3 separate regions of the Sus scrofa genome follow, and all the other regions are linked to region 3. A link is a contact called in public Hi-C and HiChIP or PLAC-seq data. All regions are on one chromosome and are shown on one strand. Each heading gives the region's core, a stretch centred on a gene start, on an enhancer-like site or on the middle of the called end of the contact. The rest is flanking DNA. Distances are from core to core; before and after follow the strand shown. Region 1 overlaps LOC106509690 (a long non-coding RNA gene). Region 2 overlaps PARN (poly(A)-specific ribonuclease PARN). Region 3 overlaps MKL2 (MKL/myocardin-like protein 2).

Region 1 (4,177 bases), core at 28-2,527, 270 kb after region 3:
GGAGTGTACGCAGAGCTTCAGGGTAAACCACCATAAAAATGGGTTGGCCAGGTTTTTTTCCCCCTCACCAAACTGTATTTCTTAAAAATCCCTGGTGGCTTAGCTGTTAAGGATCCAGTGTTGTCACTGCTGTGGTGATGTTCTATCCCTGATCTAGGAAATTCTGCATGGTGTGCCCCCCCCCCAAAAGACCAAAAACTTTGCAGTGTAATTTACATACAACACACAGCAGTACTTAAAATGTATACTTTGATGATAACTGGCATATGTGTATGTTGTGACACCATCAATGCAAGATTCCGGACATTCCATGAACTCCAAATGAGTTTTCTTGTGGGTATGGCCAGTTTTTATCTTCAGTTTGGAAACTTTTTTGGTTTTGAGGGAATTGGATCTCACTAGGAGCCCAGGGCTCACCTTGGGGTCACTGATGGTATTGAAGTGATCCCTTAGCACCCCCATCCCCCACTCAGCAAATCCACCCCTTCCGCAGGGAGAACAATCCCTCTGACCAACAAAAGACGGGACTTCCAGTATGACTCACCCTCAGTCCTGGGGCTCATACTCAGGCTCTGATAAGAGGCAGTCAATCTGTCCTCCGTTTGTTTATAATGAGTCACGCTGGAAATCAGGCAGCTCCTTTTTTTTTTTTTTTTTCCTCTCCCGCGTCACCGTTGGGCAAGACCCAGAGGCAGCTACACCCCCATTCAAAGTGCAGTCATCCTTATAGAGTCCGGTGACTCAATGGGGCCCCCTACCGGTGGAGACAGGCAGGGCCACGTCGTGGAGCTGAGGTCGGCCTTTCTCCCCTGCTTCAAGGACGGATCTCAGCGACTTCCAGATTTGCAAGAGGAACTCGGGAAAAAGCAGCTGAGTTTTCTGTGCATCCTGTCCACCGCCCCCAATTATTAGTGACAGAGTGGGGAATGAGTCACAACTTGCAGCCGGTGCCCACGCTGCAGCGATTAAGCACATAATTGCTTCAATGATGAACCTTCCTCCAACTGCAGTCCCCCCCACCCCTGACCCCGGAGCTTTTGACTGTGAGCCTGCAGTCTCGGGGGCAGGAATTGTGAGGGCCTGGCTTTAAAAAGACGATGCCTCTTGGACCCGGATTTAAAATTCCTGCGTACAAGTCCTGATGGGAGCCTGGGGGAGGTTTCAACTAGAATTAATATCATGATCAAGTCAACATAAAGTAGATTGATCTGCTGTTTCAAGGTACTGCGGCAAAGCCCTCTGTTTGGAGAACAAATCACCATAGCAACTCAGCCGCCCCAGTTACAGTAGGCTCAGGACGACCAAAATAAAAATCCTCACCAAATCTCAGGATTGGCTGAGAGCTGCTGTCAGACTTTCGGTTTCCAGCCGACATTAGCCAGCACGCATTAATGTTTCCTAAATCGCTGAAAGGGATGCTTTAAATAGTAATAAAACTATCCAGCCAGGTTAGAGAGGGGTTCTGCTCCCCCCGCCCCCCGCTTCTAGTTTAAACACGAGCAGATCCCATCGCCAAACAGCAGCATTTGTCCTTAAAATAGACCAGAAAAGGGCTCATTGTTACTTATCGTGGTTTGCTAGTTCCGTTCCAAGTTAGGGGTACATAGCACAATAAATGCTGATTTGTAAGAAGAGCCAAATCAGTATAACAGGTTTTCTGTAGGTGTGAAAGGAAAAAAAGGGAAAGCACTCTTTTCTCCCTCCATCCCCAGGACCTCAGCCCTGGGTTTTGGTTCCATTCATTACCTGTTCTCTCTCCTGCATCTTCCTTCTCTCACTGGGTCCTGGCGCCTTCCTTCTGATCACCTTGGCCTAAGGCTTGCCCAGTCTCGCAATCCTAAGGATTCCTCGGTGCCTCAGTCTGGCGTGTGCCCCAGGCTCCCTGCAACCACCATCCTGGACACCCAGAGCTCCCCTGCCGTGTTGCAAACTGAGGCCACCAGCGTTCCTGCTGCTCAACTCCTGACCCTGTGGGTCACTGCCTTGAAATTCTCCCCTGCTTTTGATTCTGGTGGCGGCATGATCCAGAATCTTCTTTTTAGAATGTATCCTCTATCATCTCACCTCCTAAATGTAGGCATTTTCTAAAGTCCTGTTTCATATTTGCTCATTTATTTTTTGTCTTCAATTCTCACTTCCCAGCAGAGGTCTGCCACCTCTTCGGTTGAGACTGCCTGACCATGGCTCTCGCAAAACTCGATCCTAAGTGAGCTGAGCCTTGCCTGCACAGTCTTTCTCCAGACTCTTTGTTTCTGTTAATGGCTTCCTTGTCTCCTGAGGCTTCAAGGCGAGGTGTTATTCAGATTCTTCCTAGGCATGTAATTTCCTTGCCGCATTCCCTAGACTGTCCTTTGATGCTTCTTCAGTTTATGTCCTTTCCATTCCCAAAGCTATACCATCTGAGTTTTGGCCAAAACCACCTGTTGCTTAGATTGTTAATGACAGTTTCTGAAATGGTCTTTTCACCTGCAGCCCTTCCCCCCAGGTAGCAAGGTATGGTAGAAAGGAAGGCGGCTTTGGAGTTGGGGTCCCATCTCTGCCCTTTATGTCCACGGTGACTTTAATTTCTTGATCCCTCCGAGGCTTCATCTCCTCATCTGTAAAGCAGGTGTCATCCCTCTTTCAGGGTGTGAGGATTTAATGGGGGTAACATATGTGAAATATCTAAGTGCTCAACCGATCTTAGTTCCTTTCCATTGCAAACTTACTACTGCCAGACCCAAGTCTTAAAACAGCCTTCTTGGTCACGTCCTTCCCTTACTCCAATGTTCCTTTTTCTACTGAAATAAGAACAAACTCCTCAAGCCTAGCACTTGGGAGACTCCTACACTATGCCCCCCGTGTCTTGTTCCCACTCTGCTGTTCACGACTTTCTTGAAACACCATTCTGTTTCCCATCTGTTTCTTTGCTTGTGCTCTGTGCTTGGACGTCAGTGCATCATCTGCATCTCTGTCTGATGAAATCCTAGCTGTGCTTTCAGTCTCATCTTGAATCCTACGTTCTCTTTGAGGCCAGCCCTGCCCCTAGCCCTGGATATGACTTCATTCTCTGAGCCCTGCCGCACTGATCCCTCTCTAGAGGTGTTTTTAAGACCTTACTTGCTCATGTTCTTTGTTGGACTTCTCTTTGCTGCACGACTGAACGTCCTTGCTGGCGTGGACTGGTACAGCATCAGATCCAGAGGGGGCCCTCCGCCTTATGCAATAAATGCCTTTTGCCAAAAACAAACCTGCCCAGTCACGCTTCCCTTGTTCTACTGAGCTTTCTTCTTCCCCCAGCTGCGGCTGGGTGTCACCCTTCCCAGAAACAAGCTGTTCATGGGAGCAAACCTCTCCTCTCATTGACACCAAATTCTGGAGGTCCTAATTAAAAGTGTCCCCAAATATCATCTCAGATATACCCTGTCACCGTTTCATCAGACCCTGTTTATTCACTATTTTCATGAATCCTAGGAAATTCCCTTGTTTAAACCACAAGTTGATTTTGTTTACCTGCCTCCCAGGCCCTCGGGGAGCACTGTTCTTTTGATGCAGAAATATCTTCATGCAAAAGGATCCTTCGGAATATCTGAAATTCCTCTTCTTTCTCACCCACGAATCAGTCTCTTTAACAGTGACAGTCAATACTACACAGAAAAGGAACTCAGATTAGGGATCCAGGGGAGATCTGTTTGTAAACAGAATGAGAAACAGGGGTCCACTGAGCCGGTTCTATAGTGTGTCTGTAGTTCTTAACTATTTGATCAATTTATAGTTTTTAATAGTAATGTCCTAGAACCAAAGTACATTTCTTCACTATATATGTATATACACATGAATATTATCTACCTTCTAGTTTACAAGGTTTCATTTTAGGATGAATGAGGCTGGAAATATGGTTTCATCATTATATGGAGCTCACGTTGGCCATACCATTTGCCAAGTACAATTTTCAAAAGGTTAACAACATGACTCTTATACAAAGAGAAAAGCAACAGAAGTCAAAGATTTTATTCAGTTCGACCAATGAGGAAACCAGTAAGATGTTAAGACTGATTCAAGAGAAAATCAGGGACCTGGAGAGTTATAGTTGGTCAAAGGAATGCAGATATAAATTTGCTGGTAAATGCAAAACTGGTTAATGCCTCACTGGGTTATAATCTTTGGGATGGTGTTGGGCAAGAGTCATTGGTAATGC
Region 2 (4,222 bases), core at 1,685-4,184, 340 kb before region 3:
TAAGGTTCTGGCATTATCATGGCTGTGACTGGGGTTCAATCCCTGGCCCGGGAACTTCTGCATGACAGAAGTGGCCAAAAAATAAAATAAAATAAAAAGCAATCATCAGGGTATCTATACAAAGAGGTACACAGTAATTTATTAAAACCATTAGATCACCACAATGATCTAGTTCATGTCAGCTGGGAAATGGCTTTATACTCCACCTTGGAGAAAGTTTGCTTTTACAGCTAATGATTGGCTTTGTCATTAAAACCTAAAAATCAGGAGTTCCCATAGTGGCTCAGTGGAAATGAATCTGACTGGTATCCATGAGGACGCAGGTTCAATCCCTGGCCTTGCTCAGTGGGTTAAGGATCTGGCGTTGCCACAAGGTGTGGTGTAGGTCACAGATGCAGCTTGAATCTGGCATTGCTGTGGCTGTGGTTATAGGCCAGGTGGCTACAGCTCCGATTTGACCCCTGGCCTGGGACCTTCCATATGCTGCGTGCAGTGTGACCCTAAAAAGACACCCCCCCCCCCGTAAAAAAAAAACACGTAAAAATCGGGGTTTGAACTGAGGGTGAAAATGGACAGGCAGCTGCTTTTTTCCTTATCCCACATCCCGGTGAGGTCTTCTCGAGTTGCCTGTTGACTTTCTTGTGTGTCAGGTGAACCTGTCACAGCGAAGTGTCTGGTCCAGGGTGTTCAGTTACACATTGGCAACAGTTGGATATAAAGTTGCATATAGTTGAGTATGTGCACTGGAAAGTATCTCTAGTTGGTCAAGAAGTGTCTGGCTAGAGAATGTGTTTTCCTCAACTGTAAGTCAGCGCCTTCACCCGTTAGTGTTTTCCACAGTTAGTATCGCTGTTCCGACAGGTCACACGGCAGCCACGTGGGACCCACAGGGCAAGGGTCCGTGTGCAAGAACCCATCTGAAGACGGATGGTGGACAGGTGCTCTTTCAGCCGGGCTCTTTCCATCCTGTTATCTGCAGTGCTCACATTTGAGTGGAAAGAAACCGTTTTCCTATTAATCTCTCTCTCTCTTTTTTAGTAACCCAGTCTCTGAATCAGAATAGTCAGAAATAACTCGATAGGATAGAACTGCCCAATGCAGATTCTGACCCTCCAAGAAATGATGCTGTACGAATCTGGGTTGCGGTAGGAGATGCTAAGAGCTTGGGAGTGTTAGGCCCGCCGCAGTGTGTGCCTTGTGTGGCAGCACGTGAGGATGTTTAACTTAGGCTTGAGGTCACGCAGCCCCTGCGCTGTCAGGGTGCAGGCGCGTCTAGAGCTTGTGCCCTGGGTGTGGCCTTTCCCACGGCCTCTGGAAGGAGTTCCTGGTGGGGACCCGTCCTCAGCCTCACGCAGCAGATGCCAGCGCTGGTCAGGACAGCTCGCGTGCTTCATTCCCTGGTCCACTTCGAAGACAATAGCCTGTTCATTTGTGTGAAGGACATTTGGAAATTGCTCGCCATTCTGTTTACCTTTTAAAAATTCTTTTGTTTTTAGACTCTTGGATACGAAACTGATGGCCAGCACACAACCTTTTAAGGTATTTTTAAATTTTGAACTGTTGCCGTTGTCGGCTTATCAACACTGCTTATGCTATATTTAGAAATTTTCTGAATTGCCACAAAGAGCTGTGGAATTCTGGTCTACTTAAATGTCATTTTCAGATACATCCAAAAAAAAAACAAACAAACAAACAAAAAAAGAACAAAAATGGAAAAAAGAACCTGAGAAAAGACTAGAAATAAATATATCAAAATATGAATAGCAGTTGTCGGAGTTCCTGTCGTGGCTCAGTGGTTAACGAATCTGGCTAGGAACCGTGAGGTTGCAGTTCCATCCCTGGCCTTGCTTAGTGGGTTAAGGATCCGGTGTTGCGTGAACTGTGGTGTAGGTCGCAGACGTGGCTTGGATCCCACGTTGCTGTGGCTCTAGCAAAGGCTGGTGGCTACAGTTCCGATTCGACCCCTAGCCTGGGAACCTCCATATGCCGCGAGGGTGCAGCCCTAGAAAAGAAAACAAACAAACAAACAAAAAACAAAGCAATTGTCTTTGGGTGGTGGAATTATGTTTTTTTTTTTCTCCTTTATTCTTTCCGAATGTCAATTTTTAATTTTTTTTTTTTTTTTGGTCTTTTTGCCTTTTCTAGGGCCTCTCCTGCGGCATATGGAGGTTCCCCGGCTAGGGATTGAATCAGAGCTGTAGCCGCCAGTCTACACCAGAGCCACAGCAATGCAGGATCCGAGCCGAGCCGTGTCTGGTGTCTGCGACCTACACCGCAGCTCACGGCAACCTGGATCCTCAACCCACTGAGCAAGGCCAGGGATCGAACCCTCAACCTCATGGTTCCCAGCCAGATTCACCAACCACTGCACCACGACGGGAACTCCTCAATTTTTAATATTAAAATATATAATGTATTTTTGGGAGTTCCCGCCGTGGCTCAGTGGATGCAATCCTGACTTCTATCCATGAGGATGTGGGTTTAATCCCTGGCCTCACTCATTGGGTTAAGGATTCGGCATTGCCATGAGCTATAGGTCACAGATGCAGCTTGAATCCCACATTGCTGTGGCTGTGGTGTAGGCTGGCGGCTATAGCTCTGATTCAACCCCTGGCCTGGGAACTTCCATATGCCTCAGGTGTGGCCCTTTAAAAAAAAAAATGTATAATATATTTTTGAGTAGATTACACATGCATACATTTCTTCATTTCTTTTCCTTATTTTATATATGTTGGATATATTTTCTAATCAAGGGAATTCAGGTCAAAGTATAATCAGTTGCTGCTTCTGAAGTGACTTTATATAACTGAGTGAAATGAATGCCAGAGCCGTATAGCTCTCTGGCTAAAGGACTGTAGATCTTTAACACATCAGTAAAAAACCTTTCGTACGGATCTACCCTCCATATGCTTGAAATTAAATGTGCTGTTTCTCTTTCACTTTGAATAACCGCTCCTGTGTTTCTCTAGGGAACACAAGGGGGCAGTGCTGGATGCTTTGGTTTTTTGTCCTGACGCTCATTGAATCTCTTTAATATGTGCTTCCCTGAGACGATGCCGGCTCATCATTCTCTGTTACTGGTTTGTAGGATATCATTAACAACACGTCCCTCGCAGAATTGGAAAAGCGGTTAAAAGAGACGCCTTTCAACCCTCCTAAAGTTGGTAAGGAGATAAAATGATCCTGAAGAGCCCCAAACTCTTGGTGCTAATTACGGGTGTCTGTTGTAGAAGAAATGTTGAAACCGTTCTAGAAACTGTGTATATTTATAGACTTTTTTTCCCTCAAACAACTTGCCCGTGCCCTGTGTTGAGTTACTGTTTTCGGAGTAAAGGCAGTCTTCTAATCCTGCATCTGTTTTCTGTGAGTAGGATTGGGGCCTGTTCGTGGAGAAGTTTAGCAATTAAAGCCTCAGGACTTTTATTTCCTAATGCTTGGAATACTCCCCAAACTCAGTGTCTTTCTTTTTTATGGTGCATTGTTTAAGTGGAGACAAAGAGTTGGTGATTAATTGCCAGGGGTAGGATGAAAATAAACTTTTTGTCTCTGGAAAGCCCAAGAACAGGGTTTGCTGATGAGGAAGGAGCTGGCTTAGGTGCAGAACCGATGACGAGAGGAAAACCAGAATAAGGAGAAATGTTCTTTGAGGGCAGAGGTGTTTTGCCAAGTCTGGCCACGGCCCCTACCCAGGCAGTTGGTGACCCTTCCAGCTGTGCTTGCCTTGCTTCCTCCTAGCGTAGTTATGCTGCTGATACGGTGACTCACGTTCCACCAGCTGTAGCCTACAAACTTCCCAAGACATTGATCATAGGACTAAAGCTTCAGAAATTGACTGCAGAAGGTACTCAAGCAGCCAAGGTTACAGTTCTTTGCTTCCCTTTCTGGAATAGTCCAAAAAAGGAGTAAGAAGAGGGGGTGGGGGCTGGTAGTGGGTTAGTGGGGACACCTGGACCTTTTCTATAACGACACAATGGCACTAGTGGATCTGGGAAATATGTGGTCCAGCTGGTGAGAGAGGATAGGACTTAATTGGCCTTCATGTTAAAATACTTTTATAAAGCTTAAAATCTAATACTTGATACTTACGGAGGTTAAAGAATTCTTGCTCAAAGAGCATTGTATTGATGTAAAAACAGTGACAGCCTTTTCAGTATTAGTTTCCACTCATGCTTTTCATCCTGTTGTAACCTTTTTGATATTCACCTCCACAGTGGTTCTCGGA
Region 3 (4,150 bases), core at 1,155-3,654:
CCACAATGAAAACCAACTGCTGCCGTCTGCACCAACAAAGACAAACATACTGCTGGCCGGAACTAAACTAAAGGGCAGAAGTCGGGATAGTCACTGAGCAAGGATGCAAAGTAGTGAGGATGGACCCGAGAGTTCCATTTCTTGATTTTGGCAGTGACGGGGGGTGGGGGTGGGGTGGGTACGGTCACTTTGGTATCAATTTTCACTTATGATTTATGGACTTCTTTAACTTACACTACATTTTTAAAAGTTTACTTTAAAAATGTTGGTGAATCTGTGTTTTTATTAATTTCCCTAAACTCCTTTCCACACTGAAGCCAGGTGCTGCCAACGTCTTCTGATGGTAATAGTCTTGGCCACAATGGCATTCCCTTTTCTGGGTGTTTGATACTGTACAGCCAACTCCACTGCAGCCAAAGCCACTACGAATCCCATGTTCTGAAAGAGGGGTCTCAGGTGATGGTGCCTTTGGGTCGAGGTCTGTGGCTGGATGAGCTTTCCCTGGGAAGCCTGTGTTTGAAGCCATTTCTGGCCTTGTCAACAGCTAACTCTTGATGTGCATTTGAGTCTTTTAAAAACTGCCTGAGTTTAACTGAAATTAAATACTTGAAGTATTTAAAATGAAGTTTCTTGAAGTTCGGATGAAAGGAAAAATATTTTAAAATGCATCACTGGAGTTCCCGTCGTGGCGCAGTGGTTAACGAATCAGACTAGGAACCATGAGGTTGCGGGTTCGGTCCCTGCCCTTGCTCAGTGGGTTAACGATCTGGCGTTGCCTCGAGCTGTGGTGTAGGTTGCAGACGCGGCTCGGATCCCGAGTTGCTGTGGCTCTGGCGTAGGCCGGTGGCTACAGCTCCGATTCAACCCCTAGCCTGGGAATCTCCATATGCCGTGGGAGCGGCCCAAGAAATAGCAACAACAACAACAGACAAAAGACAAAAAGACAAAAAAATAAAAAAATAAAATAAAATAAAATGCATCACTATTTTCCTTTCTAAAAATTCAAGTCTTCAGCTGCACCTGCCACATACAGAAGTTCCCAGGCCAGGAGGGATAGCCAGAGCTGCAGGTGCCAGCCTATGCCACCGCCACAGCCACACGAGATATAAGCCGAATCTACGACCAGTGCCGCAGCTTGCAGTGATGCTGGATCCTTAATCCACTGAGCGAGGCCAAGGATCAAACCCACATCCTCATGGAGACTACGTCAGGTTCTTAACCTGCTGAGCCACAACGGGAACTCCAAGTCTTACTTCAGAATTATGAAAACATTTTAATCATAGTCTCTCATCCTTGTATTTATTATAATCCCAAGAAGCCTTTTAAGACAGTTTTTTTCCTAATTACTCTATGAAATGTTAATGCCATAGGTTATTGCATATCTAGGTACTATACATATGCCTGTACTTCATTAAATAAAAAATGTAGGAGTTCCCGCTGTGGTGCAGTGAGTTAATGATCCAGTGTTGCTGCAGCAGTAGTGTGGGTCTCAGCTCTGGCTTGGATTCGATCCCTGGCCCAGGAACTTCCATGGGATCGTGGGTGCAGCCAAAAAATTGGGGGGGGGGATTTAAAAAGTGTAAAATTCCCCTCAATCACCTTTTGCACCCTTGTGAATGATACTCTCTTCTTGAGAATGCACAATTACTCTGTTCATGCTGTCTTTTTAGTTGAGATTCTGCACGATGCTGTTTGTTGCTATGATTAACGCTACAGTGTTTAATTTCAACTTTTAAAATACCAGAAATAAGCTGATCTATCTCCACCCCCCCCCAATCTAACAGAGAAAACACAGGAGGCGAGCGCCTGATGAAGGCAGATGAGGATCCCCCAGTCCAGGGACCCGCTGGGACCCTCCTGCCACCCGTGTGTGACCCGCTGGGACAGAAGCTCCAGCTCTGCGGGTTCTTGCTCCTTCTGAGATGTCCGAGGGCTTTCTTATCAGTCAAATTCCAGGACTCTGGCCGCGGCAGGACTCCCACACTCAGTTTTTTGTATTGAAGTGTGAAAAAAGAAACAACGTGTTTGAAACAGCTCCATTTTTAGGACCTGGAATTTAAACAAAACTGACGTTCCACCTTCGTGTGGTGACATAAGACATAAAAAAGAGTGATCTCCCTTCCTAGTTCCTGGGTCTTTTTGTTCAGTGCTTTCCGGGGCCAGCTGGCCCAGTCACTTCAGTGGTGGCAATGTTTGAGGGGGCCAGGGAATTGGAGCCTTATGATGGAAAGACAAGGCACCTTCGAGTCTGGGTACCTTGTACCTCAGATGTTTCCTGCCTATTTACAAGCCAGCCTCACACAGACAGTTTCTTGCATGACAGAAAAGACTTTCATAGACAGACAGACAATGCCAAAAAATCCTTGGTGAGATGCTGAGTTCGCAGTTTCCTTATCTGGAAATGGGGTCAATGACAGCAGCTCGTCCTAGAGTCGCTGTGAAGAGGAGGATGAGCACACACTTGGGGTGCCACGAGTGGCACCTACACATGAACCCCACTGTGGGTCTCCTTACTGGGGCCCAGCGGGGTCGGGGGGGGGGGCGAGGGGGCTGCCTCCCTGGGTCCCGGACGAAGCTGGAAGCAGCGGTGGTCTGCCTTTGATACTCGTCCAGCGCTCTGGCCTTCCCTGGGTCCCTTCCAACGTCAACAGCCCTCTCAGGCCTGCTTGCTCTTAAAATAATAACATACTACAAAAATTCTTTCTTTCTTCATCTCTGTGCCCTGATGTTTTAGATTTAAGTACTTCACAGGAAGGTCTGAATGACTAATAGGTCTAATCTTCCTTGAGATATTTGGATCTTAAAAAGAAAAAAGTGAATCGATAATTATAAGCATATGAGGGTATATTTTGTGCAGAGAAGCTTTTCAGGAAGTCTTAATCCATTTCTACTCTTAGAAAATAGGGGCTCTCCAGGGAGGAATGCTTGGCCTACGTGTAGAAAACAAAAGGACGGTTTCTACCCATCATAAACTGAGTGGATGGACCACAGAGTATAATTTTTCCTTGGTATGAGATTTTGGATTGTTTTCTAGAGTTTCTTTTCTCCAAGGTAAGGATGCTTTTTTTCCTGAAAAATGAATGAAACGAAGGACAGAACCTTTGCATTTTTATCTTTGTTTCCCAGAAAAAGGTACTGAGGATGTATATCTAGAAATTCCCTTTACTGTTTCAATAAGGTAAGATGTCCTGCTATGAATTCAGTCTCGGGATGTGTCAGAACCCACTCCCTTCTGTCCCTCCTGACTGGGCTCAGAACTGGGGAACGTGTTCCTTCCCCGTGGTTGCTGGTCGCCGAGACCTTTTATGATCTTCTGAAGCTTCTATCACCCATGCCTTCCTTTCCATTATCAGTGCCTGTTCATCTTCTCGCATCTACTTCATCACAAAGCTTCTAAGTCTAGTTTTCCTATTTCCAGACCCACCTTCCAGACTGGTGCCAAACTATTCTTTGTTGAATTTCGATTTTACCATGTCACTATGGCCCTCTGAAACACCTACCACATGAAGATTAAAGTTTTCCTAACTTCACGTTTCTCTCAACATTGGCTCTGCTCAAATGTCTTCCACTCTTCCTAAAAACGAATCACGTTTTTTTCAGACCATTTTCCTCACCATCCAATAAACAGGCATTGTTTACTCTACCCTCCTCTGTACTCGTACCGAGATCATTCCCCTTGGCTTGCGAGGGTCCGCCCCAAGTTTTGCTTGTTTTTTTAGGGCCACACCCACAGCATATGGAGGTTCCCAGGCTAAGGGTCAAATTGGAGCTGTAGCCACTGGCCTACACCACAGCAACACCAGATCCGAGACTTGTCTGTGACCTACACCACAGCTCACGGCAACGCCAGATCCTTAACCCACTGAGCGAGGCCAGGGATCGAATCCATGTCCTCATGGATACCAGTCAGATTAGTTTCTGATGAGCCACGACAGGCACTCCGGTCCTCCTCAAGTTTCAGGCCGTTTCCCATTTAAATATCCTACCCTTTTCGTAAAGCTTTCCTGACCACTCCAACTTTCACGCTCATCTTTTTTTTTTTTTTTTTTAAACTGTTTATCCAGGTTTATACTTATGTTTTTCTCATAGCACCTAACTAAGACTATTCAAGTAAATAGCAGGCAAATCTTTCCTGGATGAGTAACTGTGC

Evidence for each region. Hi-C and Micro-C count contacts between places; a contact is called where the count stands out from the background. HiChIP or PLAC-seq counts read pairs in DNA pulled down with a chosen protein or histone mark.
Region 1: an H3K27ac HiChIP or PLAC-seq map of skeletal muscle shows a contact between it and region 3. The contact joins two enhancer-like sites. A contact is called at or near these places in 6 of 47 Hi-C or Micro-C datasets (alveolar macrophages, embryonic fibroblasts, heart right ventricle and 3 more) and 1 of 2 datasets of contacts at active chromatin or transcription factors (skeletal muscle).
Region 2: a Hi-C map of skeletal muscle shows a contact between it and region 3, with 3 times the contacts expected there. The contact joins two enhancer-like sites. A contact is called at or near these places in 7 of 47 Hi-C or Micro-C datasets (alveolar macrophages, embryonic fibroblasts, fibroblasts and 3 more) and 1 of 2 datasets of contacts at active chromatin or transcription factors (skeletal muscle).

Annotation. Positions count from the first base shown.
Region 1 is chr3:29,260,859-29,265,035 of Sscrofa11.1, forward strand. It overlaps LOC106509690 (a long non-coding RNA gene), which reads right to left. Exons shown (of 4, transcript XR_002342411.1): 1 at 545-4,177. Among named protein-coding and RNA genes, the nearest start is that of MKL2, 23 kb to the left of the region's middle. Within about 2 kb of position 1,278, at least 47 of the 83 cell types and tissues checked have an H3K27ac peak or open chromatin away from gene starts, as enhancers often do. A contact at or near this core is called in skeletal muscle, where this site is marked.
Region 2 is chr3:28,658,072-28,662,293 of Sscrofa11.1, forward strand. PARN (poly(A)-specific ribonuclease PARN) reads left to right here. Exons shown (of 24, transcript XM_021086564.1): 15 at 1,497-1,539; 16 at 3,089-3,164. Among named protein-coding and RNA genes, the nearest start is that of PARN, 43 kb to the left of the region's middle. Within about 2 kb of position 2,935, at least 15 of the 83 cell types and tissues checked have an H3K27ac peak or open chromatin away from gene starts, as enhancers often do. A contact at or near this core is called in skeletal muscle, where this site is marked.
Region 3 is chr3:28,993,962-28,998,111 of Sscrofa11.1, forward strand. The region is part of intron 11 of MKL2 (MKL/myocardin-like protein 2); the gene reads right to left. Among named protein-coding and RNA genes, the nearest start is that of TRNAT-CGU, 62 kb to the left of the region's middle. Within about 2 kb of position 2,405, at least 2 of the 83 cell types and tissues checked have an H3K27ac peak or open chromatin away from gene starts, as enhancers often do. A contact at or near this core is called in skeletal muscle, where this site is marked.